Regions from separate parts of the Rattus norvegicus genome. Here region 2 is linked to region 1. A link is a contact called in public Hi-C data. All regions are on one chromosome and are shown on one strand. Each heading gives the region's core, a stretch centred on a gene start, on an enhancer-like site or on the middle of the called end of the contact. The rest is flanking DNA. Distances are from core to core; before and after follow the strand shown.

Region 1 (4,613 bases), core at 621-3,120:
ATCATCTGACAAATGCTGGAGCAAGCAAAGAGCCAGCAAATGGTGTAGATGGTGGAATCAGGATGACTAGACCTGCCTCGACCGGCCCGTACCTGAGCAAAGACACATGAATAAGCAGTGAGGAAGACCTGCTGACCTGCACATTTGTGAGTACCTTCTGGTTTGGCCCATTAGGGTTTGGTCCTTTGTGTTTTATTTCCAATGACTTGGCCAACTGAACATGGCGGGGTCATTTATTGACAGAAACAAAAGCAACAAAAATGCCAAGAGGAAAAAGAAGGAAGCTCCTCTCCTGGAAGCTCCTCTCCTCTTATACCAGCCATCAGTTACCAGCCTATCCTTCACAACTCAACTCAGTCATCAACTCCTCCTGGAAGCTTTACCAGATCTCCAGACAATTTGAGAAAGCATACTCCGTTAGACCATTTACACTTGGTCATGTTCCTACCTGCCCATACTGTAATAGATGTTTATTCCTGAATGAATTATGATATGTTAGGCACTCATGATTGTGCCAATCACCTAATCATCGTGAAGAAAACACAAAACAGGCCCACAATAATTACTTCTATACTTAAGAAACAAACTTAGAAAAACAAGCATTTGTTGGGCTGCTTGGTGGTATATGCCTTTAATCCCAGCACAGAGGACATCTGTTAGTTCTGGGCCAGTCGGGACTACACAGCAAGTGCCAGGACAGTCAAGGATGCAGACTCCTTTGTATCTATAGAAAAGATACACAGATAGATACATAGGGAATGCTTAATACATTATTGACTAACACCTCTAGATCACTATTTCTCAAAGTGCAACCCATGGAAAACGTGTATCAAAATCAGAATCTACAGAGGGCTGTATTTAAAAACACGAATCTCTGGACACTTTGGTTAACAAAACTACAATTCTTAACGTTGTAAAAAGGCGAATAGCCTCTAGAAAGTTACAAATAAATAAGCAAGAGCAGTAAGCGCACTAAATCACTTTCCCTCGATAAATTGTGGCGTTGTTCTATGTATCAGGATACTTAAAACTGCTAACTGAATGTGGAAAATTTTCTCTCCAAGAAATGTTTCTGCGTCAGAAGAAAAAAAAAGGTAGTTGGGGATTTTCCAAGGAGGTGTGGCTTCTCAGCGGACACGTTTACAAAAGGTGGTTTGGGAGGGAAGGACAACCTGAACCTTCGTAGCAAGGGCCAGAGATGTATGGGCAGAAAACATCTAAGCCTGAGCTACAGATGCCTAGGCCAGTCCACAGTCCCGCTGCTAAAGCGCGGAAAGAAATGGGGGCATCCTGGGGTCCCCGCGTGGACGGCCGCTCTAGGTGCAGACCGACAGGACGTGACTGGCTAGCCGGAGTGACAGAGGGTTGCGCCAATGGCAGCCTAAACGAGAAGGAACCCGGTGCGAGAGGGTGCCGCCGATCCCACCTGCATCAAGCTCCAGCTGGTAGCAGGGCAGAGGCTCGAGCGATAGCTTGTAGCCCTCGAAGCGGGGATCCAGCAGGGGTCTTTTCACCCGCAGGGAGCAATTAGCCGCCTCCATCGCGTTGCCGGATCCAAGCAAGAGAATCAATAAAGCTCTTGTTGAAAGGTTCGCGCTTCACTCCTGGAACTGAGGCTGGGAGAGCGGCGTGGTTCCCATCCCAGAGGACTCTGCGGCGCCACATCTTTTCTGGGAAATGTAGTGTCCGTGAGAAAGCTGACTCCGTTGCATGCTGGGGAATGTAGTGTTCTGACAACCGAACACTCGCCACTTAGCAGACTCTGGACTTCCCTACCCAGAGGGCCGAGCGACCAGAAGGCGGCCCGCGCTAGTTGAATTCTCACATTATAGGCAGGGTGGCCAGATCCCGCCCCGGAAATGCGTGGTCTAGCTTTCTGTGTGCTTAGGTGCCCGAGCTACTGAGGGTCTAAGTCCGGGCAGCTGAAGAGTGTGGTAGGTAACGGTCGTCAGCGCAAGGGTCATTTCGTCGCTGGGAAGGGACGGCCCTCGCCCGCGGTGATGGTGGTGAGCTATGCCCGTGGTCCTCAGGGCCGGGACCCGGGCCCAGCCCAGGCTCCTTTCGATGTGCTGTCTTTCGTTAGCTTCCCCGACCCGCGCTCGCGGGCCTGTAGGGCTCTCCGACAGGGCGTGCTGCTGGAGTTGGCCTGGAGCCAGTCTTCGCTTTGTTTTCTGGCTCCTCCCCTCCCGCCTCTCCAGCTGTCTCCGGCGTGTTTCATTTTCCCAAAGAATGTCAGAACTGGGAGGGATTCCCTAGCGCCCTTGTTTTACCAGTGAGAAAACTGAGGCCTTTAGGAATTAAGTGACTTGCCCAAGGTCACTACCCGTGGTTTTAGGGGCCAAGACGAGACGAAGTTTTGCTGTTCTTGGTATGGTACGGTCTAAACTTTTGCAGTTATTTTCAAAATGTTAAGCCCCAACTACAGAAGTAAAGCGTTGCCTAGTTATTAACCCTCCGTTCACCCGCCTCTTGGCGTAGTTCAACTCTGAAAATTCTTTATAGTCTGAGTTTTCATACAGACAAGACGGGAAATTACAAAAGTACTCAAGTTAGTGACATTAAGTAGGAAAACATTAACTTTAACCTGATTGTATCTTAAACTTTTAAGTGGCAAAAATGCTCTCATAAGTTAGCCTTGCTTTTTCCCTGCCTACACTGATTTTGGCATTGGTTGGCCGTTTTTATTTAAAATGGAGAATTTCTCAAAGACTAATTTGAAATTCGTGGTAGGGTAGCAGTTGTAATTCCCCATAAATTGTAATTGATGAGTAAATCACATTATCTTATTTCACTTTTCGTAATGCTGTCTTTTATTAGTGTGTATACTATATATGGCTCTCCCAAAATTTGAATGAGTTAGGGTGCAGAAATGAACAGTAGTCAGTTATTAATGTACAGTTAAATAAGATGGGACTCCTAGTGTCCAAGTACCTGACTTCACATTCTGTCTCTGTGCCTCAGTGTTCTCATCTGTAAAATGGAATTGTGTCATTAGAGCAAGTTTGGGGGGTTAAATTTGCTCAGTTTTAGGTACATAAGTTCTTAATGGTATTATGATAGTGTTATTCCCTTAAAAAAAAAAACAGTAAAGAGCTTATGAGGGATGGGAATTGGGAATCAGGAAATAATACTAAGAATAACACCATCTAAGGTACTTGAAATTATCATCCCTTCCTTATTGTAATGTTCAATGTGTTAGGATGATTGTCTAGAGAGGACTTAGAGGGAAACACTTTTCTAAATATTATGTATCTCAAAATGCATGTCGATGTCCAGGTTAGCAAGATGAACAAAGATGCGCAGATGAGAGCAGCGATTAACCAAAAGTTAATAGAAACTGGAGAAAGAGAACGGTGAGTAGTAAATTGTATCACTGCATTAGGTTTCACCATCTTTAATAATTATATCGGAGGAATTTCAAGTGTCAAGGGCCAAAGCATATCCAGAAGGAATTATAGAAAAGTAAAGATTATCAGAGTTTCTACTTTTAAGATCTATAATAGTTTGAATCAGCATTACAAGATTTGGAAGAGTCATAGACAAAGATAAGCAATAAATGACACTGCTAAAGCATTTGTAACAATGTGGAGAAGAGACAGCATAGACAGATATCTACAGCTGGAGAATGTTACCCAGGTTTTAATATAGAACTACTTTTAGTTACCTCAGGCTCTTAACACTGGAGCAGCATGTGCTCCATTTTCTGAAGGACTTTCTTGTTCCTCTTATTTTAATATTCAGTTTGTGTCTTCAAATTCCAGCTCTTGTATCCACTACCTACTCCATTAGCTTATAGTCCTCAGTGTAATCCATGCTCCATGACAGAAATATCTTTATATACCCACTCTATAATGCTATGATCATAACCTAATTTAAGGAGCAAATGTCTAAAGAAAGGGCTGAGAAAGAAACAGAAAGGCTTCCAGAGCAGTGGACAAAAGGAACGTATCTATCTACACAGGAACAGAGGAATGAATCTTTCCCATTTTACCTGGAGGGGTCTGAGTATATTTCAGTAATAAAAGAATTTCGGTCGCCTCGGGTGGAAGAAAATCAGTAGTTCCTTAGGCCACAGAGGGAAAGGATGGTCTAGGCAACAGGATCTGCAGTCAGGGCTTTGGTACCTACCTGATAATGCTCTGCGAACTGCAGAATATAGGAAAAGTGGGAGAGCTTGCAGCTGGAGCAGTATACAGGAGTATGGATTGTGGTGGAAAAATTCTGACTGTAGAAGAATACTGAATTTCAGAACTGTTATGACCAATGGAAGTGTTTAAACCCATCTAGTTAAGATACTGCAGATTGGAGGATTTTGTTTACATCATTGAGTCCAGGCACTTAGATATTATTGCAAGATGTGTCTTTTCCTCTCTCAGCTCTGCTTTCGTCTTTGTTGTCTTTATTCTCAAACAGGCCCTACCCACAGGTGGCAGAGATTAGCAGTTCCAAATTTACATTCCACCAGCTCAGAGTACCTATCTCAGCAAAGAGCCTCACTTGATTACCATCTTGCTTAGGTAATAGGCAAGTTATGCTCAGCCTTGCCCAGGTCATATTTCACATTATAAGAACCTTGTCCAGATTTATATAGGGAGAATGACACAATAGTGTTT
Region 2 (4,613 bases), core at 832-3,331, 210 kb after region 1:
GGAATCAGGAGAGAAGCTGAGACAGGGCAGGAACTTCGAAGTAGGACCCAACACAGAGGCCATGAAGGGATGCTGCTTACTGGAAAACTCCATGTGGCTTCCTCAGCCTGATTTCTCATAGAAGCTAGACCACCAGCCCAGAAGTGACCCCATCCACGTTTGGTTGAGCCTTCCCAACCAGTCACTAACAGAATGCCTCACAAACTTTCCTACAGCCCTATCTTACAGAGGCATTTTCTCAATGAAATTTTCAGAGGCTCCTTCTCTGATGACTCTAGCCCATAACACGTAGATATAAAACTAGACCACACAGTCGCTTTTCTTTTGGTCTATGTTGTGAAACAAGTACCTAACCACCAGGGTTCCTTTAGAAGTATATTCCTCTTTTGTTTTTTTAAATTTGAAAATGGTGAATTATTAAAAAAAAATCATGAAAAGGAAAATTATCATGGTGCATAAGTAATTTTTTTTAAAAAAGATTTAAATCATAAAATAAAATAACATGCTCATACTAGGACTTTGGAAGATCCAAAAATGCCAGAAATTATAGATTATTGGAATTTGAACAATACAAGAGATTACAGTTATAATATCTGTGTAGGGGACTTCAGGAGATTTATTCATTTATTTATTGGTGTGCGGAGGTGTAGTTACTAAAAATGCTGCATCTTTGTAATAGTTGAATGGCTATTATCTGTGATTGCTTGATATGTGCCTGACTACACTGAAAGCATTGCAGGTAACCAGAGAAGAAATCCTAAATTTACTTTTTTTCCTCACTGCAGGTAAGAATACTCAATTGCTGTCTTGGATTAGCGGAGTACACCCGTAATCTCAGAATATTGTAGAAGCTCGGGCAGGAGGGGCTTCAGTTTCAGAATTGCAAGAACCTTTCTCAAAGAAAATAAAAAGACAATAAAATAGTAATAAAAACATGGAGCAGATTGCAGTGAAGAGGGTGGGTGAAGACTATTTCAGGTTACATGGATACACAGATGAATCATGGTGAGAGAACAGCAGCAGTTGAAATCTTAAAAAGGTAAAGGTATAGAAAGGAAAGGCAAGCTGAGCAAGAATTTGGAAAAAAAAACTGCTTTAAGCTTTTGGATATATCATAAACATAAATATATGTACACACATTCCCTTCCCAGCCACTTCCTAACAGTGGCTTCTTAAGTGTTCTTAATCCAACAGAGTAGTAAACTCGAGATTTTTACAAGGATCCAAGATAGAAAAAACAAACACGAAATGAATATATTTGTGTATGCAGAAGTGAACGTGTCTACAAGAACAAGGGCCTATGGGAGGTGGGAGGAAAAAAGGGCGTAGGAGGGGCATCTGTTCAAGGTACAATGTATCCTTAAGTATAAGTACTTTTATGGAACAAAGTAACATGTACAGTGAAAAATCAAAACAAAAGGCCAATCAAACAGCAGAAAAGTATCTGATTCCAAGAGAGAACCACAAAAAAGACAAGAGCTTGGTAAAATGGCTAGCTCCTGATGCAGGAAATAAGGTCTTAGAGGAAACATCACCCCTTACTTTCAATTAAACACTAAACTAAAATTTAAGCAGATCAGGATAAATTCTGGAAGAGAGGTCTAAACGTCTCAGGTGCTGCAATAATTGGGGTCTGTCCTAGTCACACCCAAATCATTCTGAGACAGAGGGGCTTTCTCCGAAGTTTCACAATTCACATGCAGCTTCGCCTTGGCTCCATCTAGCAGACAGGTTTAAAGATGAAACAGAATGAGACTTGGTCACAGGTGAGACACTCCTCTACAAGGAAGGAAAGGAGAACAACTTGGCGGGAGCCCAAACGCTCCAGGACAAAAAAACTCAACCAACAACCACACTATTAACAAAAGGCCTAAGCACTAGCACTGTCGCGACTAACCACGCCCCTGTGCAGTCATTGGCTTGCGGCTTGCACGTCAATGACGTATCTATCCTCTATTGGGCCAGAAGTACGAGATACAGGGATGCGGAAGCAAGGGCCTGGAAACAGGGTTTGGGCGGGGAAATGGGCGGGGTCGGGAGGAGCTAGGGCGGGGTCCGGGCGGGTTTTGGGAGAAGGGGCGGCCATGGCGGCTGCGCGGCGGCAACGGCGGCTGCGACGGAGCGCGCGCCCGGCTTTGAATGAGCGGAGCAGGGACTGAGCTGGCTGAGAGCGAGCTCGAGGCAGACAGCGGCTGTGCGCGCACGCGCCTCGTGAGCGCGCGTGGCTCGCGGCAGCTCGGAGCCTCCGCCGGGCGGGCGGGGAGGGGGAGGGGCAGGTGAGTGTGTGCGGCCTGCGCGCGCCCGCGAGGGGCTTTTTCTCTACCCACCCGCCTCCTGACCTGGGTCTGGCCTGCGGCTGGTGGCCGCGCTTCCTCGTCACCCTCTGGGTCGCCCCGTACTTCCTGCCCTCCCGCCTTCCTCTTCGGCCCTCTACCTCGACCTCCCACTTGCTGGGCCACCACTCAGGGGTACTGTTTCCGGGTCAGGGTGACCTGTGGGGAGAGCCCAACGTGGCTAGGAACCGGCTTGTCCCTGTCCCCTAGCTATGCTGCGCTCACGCACGGGAGACCCGCCTGTGAGCTGCCGACCCGGAAAAGCCCCACGTTCCGTCTTCCCAAAGGGCAATGTGCCACTTTCCTGCCCTCCCTCTACGGGCCTTGCACTTCTGGGGGCCGATCTGCCCGACATCCAAATCCCAGCCCACCCGGCTCCCACCTTCAGCAGTTTAGAGCGCCTCACTTGACGCCTGCCACGGGGCGTGGGATTGCGTAACCAGAAAGCTCGCGTGTGTGTTGTTTTGCTCATCTGTGCAGTGGGTATGATTTTTTTTCGACACCAAGTTCTAGGTGGGTAATCTCAAAGTGAAAATTATTTTAGTTATGAGTCGCTCCGTCGAGTCATTCAGAAGACCTTAACTCTCCTCGGTAACCGTCAGATTTGAAGGCCTGATGGTACAGAATGTTAGGTTTTTTTACCACCAGCTTTCCAAAACTGCACTTGTTTCTGCTTACTAGTCTCTGGTGTTGACCCTTTCTTTTTCGTGTTTGAGTTCAGGTAGATTTTTATTTGGGAGCTTTATGATATTTAACTTTAGTGAGTTACAGACTTAATTTTGAGTGTATTCTGTGCTATGGTAGGTCGTAGGACTTTCAAGTAATTGTATGGAAAGACTTAGAAATGAAAAGGTTTAGGACAGCATTAGATGACTGGTTTAGTGAGTATCCCCTTAAAGGAATTTAGTTTAATTGGTGTATACTTTAGGATGTGAAGAAATTAACTGAGCACAAGGAGAGATTGACTACATCATGCAGGATTCGTTTTCTTTCTGCCCTCCTCCCACTTATAGGGAAATCTTTCTTAGTTGTCACAACAGAGCTTACCTATTGCTTAATTGGAGATGTCATTTCATTAGAATTATTCCTCTGGCATAACGTTTCTGCATTTTGTTAGTCATTTTAAGGACTTTTTTTTTTAATTCGAGTATTTTAGTAGGTTATTTCAATATTGCCAAGTTCTAGAAAGCATTTTAAAGTACCCAAATTGCAAAGTAGCCCTAAATAGGTGTCTTCCTAATTGAGAATCTATAGGATATTTTAGAAGTCAGACTGTAGTGATATGTATACAATAAAAATCATTTAAACATAATCTGTCCAGAGAGAGAGCCTGGCTTTAGGATTCTCCTCCTCCACCCACTCCTGATTTAACCTGTTTAAATTACTCAGACCATTCACGGGTCTTATCTGTTAAATGGGAATGGTGAAACTATTGAACTAAATCCTGAACATTTTAAAGGCCCAAGGAATAATACGTTTTTAATTTTTAATTCAAGAAATATTTGGGCATCTAAATGCTGTCATTGGCTAAGATTTAGAGATAACAAACTAAGCCAACTGGTGGGGTCCTTCTAGGCTCTTTTGCCTTCCACTAAAAGCAAACGTGAGAAACTCAAGACAGTTATTGAATAGCAGAGGGTTTCTCTGTGCAGGGCAGTGTTTCCCAGCATCAGTGCAGCATATGTTACATAGTAGGTGCTAATATGTTCATTCTACTGAACTGCAGCATTAGGTACAAGTCCTGAGTAAAATTTATTTACAAATCACTGTAATCGACAAAGTATTGCTTTAATAGTTTGGCTACATTTTCCCCATGTTAGTGGAACTGCTTAGACGTTATACCTTCCTGATTGCTTAGAATGTTCCTGACTAGGTTTCCTTGGCTTTCAGATTAAATGGATGTAGGTTTGAATGCAAGCAGTTGTAGGAGCATGGGGACTTGTGATTACTCTGCTGCTGTTACATGAATCGATGACAGTTTTGTGGATTCAGTTAGTTACTGTTTAGATAGTGCTTGATTCATAGGAGATGGTCAGTGAATTTTGGGCTTCGTTAATTACAGAACCAGATTTATCACAAAATTCAGATATTAATTGCTATGGGGGCCTCTGTTACCAGTAATAATCTGGCTCTCTGGTTTTCCACTTAATCTTGAAATTTTCTACTTTTCGTTGGAGTCATTCAAGGTGAAAGGTACTTCTTGAGTAATGAATGATACTTAAGGATATTTGAGAAGGAAATGACTGTAGCTGCCAAGGCTCTAAATGAAATTTCATTCTT

What was found. A called contact is a pair of places that touch in the nucleus more often than the background predicts.
Region 2: a contact with region 1 is called in a Hi-C map of prefrontal cortex, with 4 times the contacts expected there. The contact joins the promoter of Ebag9 here to the promoter of Eny2 in region 1. A contact is called at or near these places in 9 of 12 Hi-C or Micro-C datasets (the A7r5 cell line, Schwann cells, frontal cortex and 5 more) and 1 of 1 datasets of contacts at active chromatin or transcription factors (oligodendrocytes).

Annotation. Positions count from the first base shown.
Region 1 is chr7:77,478,969-77,483,581 of GRCr8, forward strand. Eny2 (ENY2, transcription and export complex 2 subunit) reads left to right here and starts at 1,871. Exons shown (of 5, transcript NM_001130580.1): 1 at 1,871-2,006; 2 at 3,277-3,353. The coding sequence starts at 2,001. It overlaps Nudcd1 (NudC domain containing 1), which reads right to left and starts at 1,607. Exons shown (of 10, transcript NM_001130561.2): 1 at 1,427-1,607. The coding sequence starts at 1,541.
Region 2 is chr7:77,693,532-77,698,144 of GRCr8, forward strand. Ebag9 (estrogen receptor binding site associated antigen 9) reads left to right here and starts at 2,082. Exons shown (of 7, transcript NM_001009665.1): 1 at 2,082-2,276.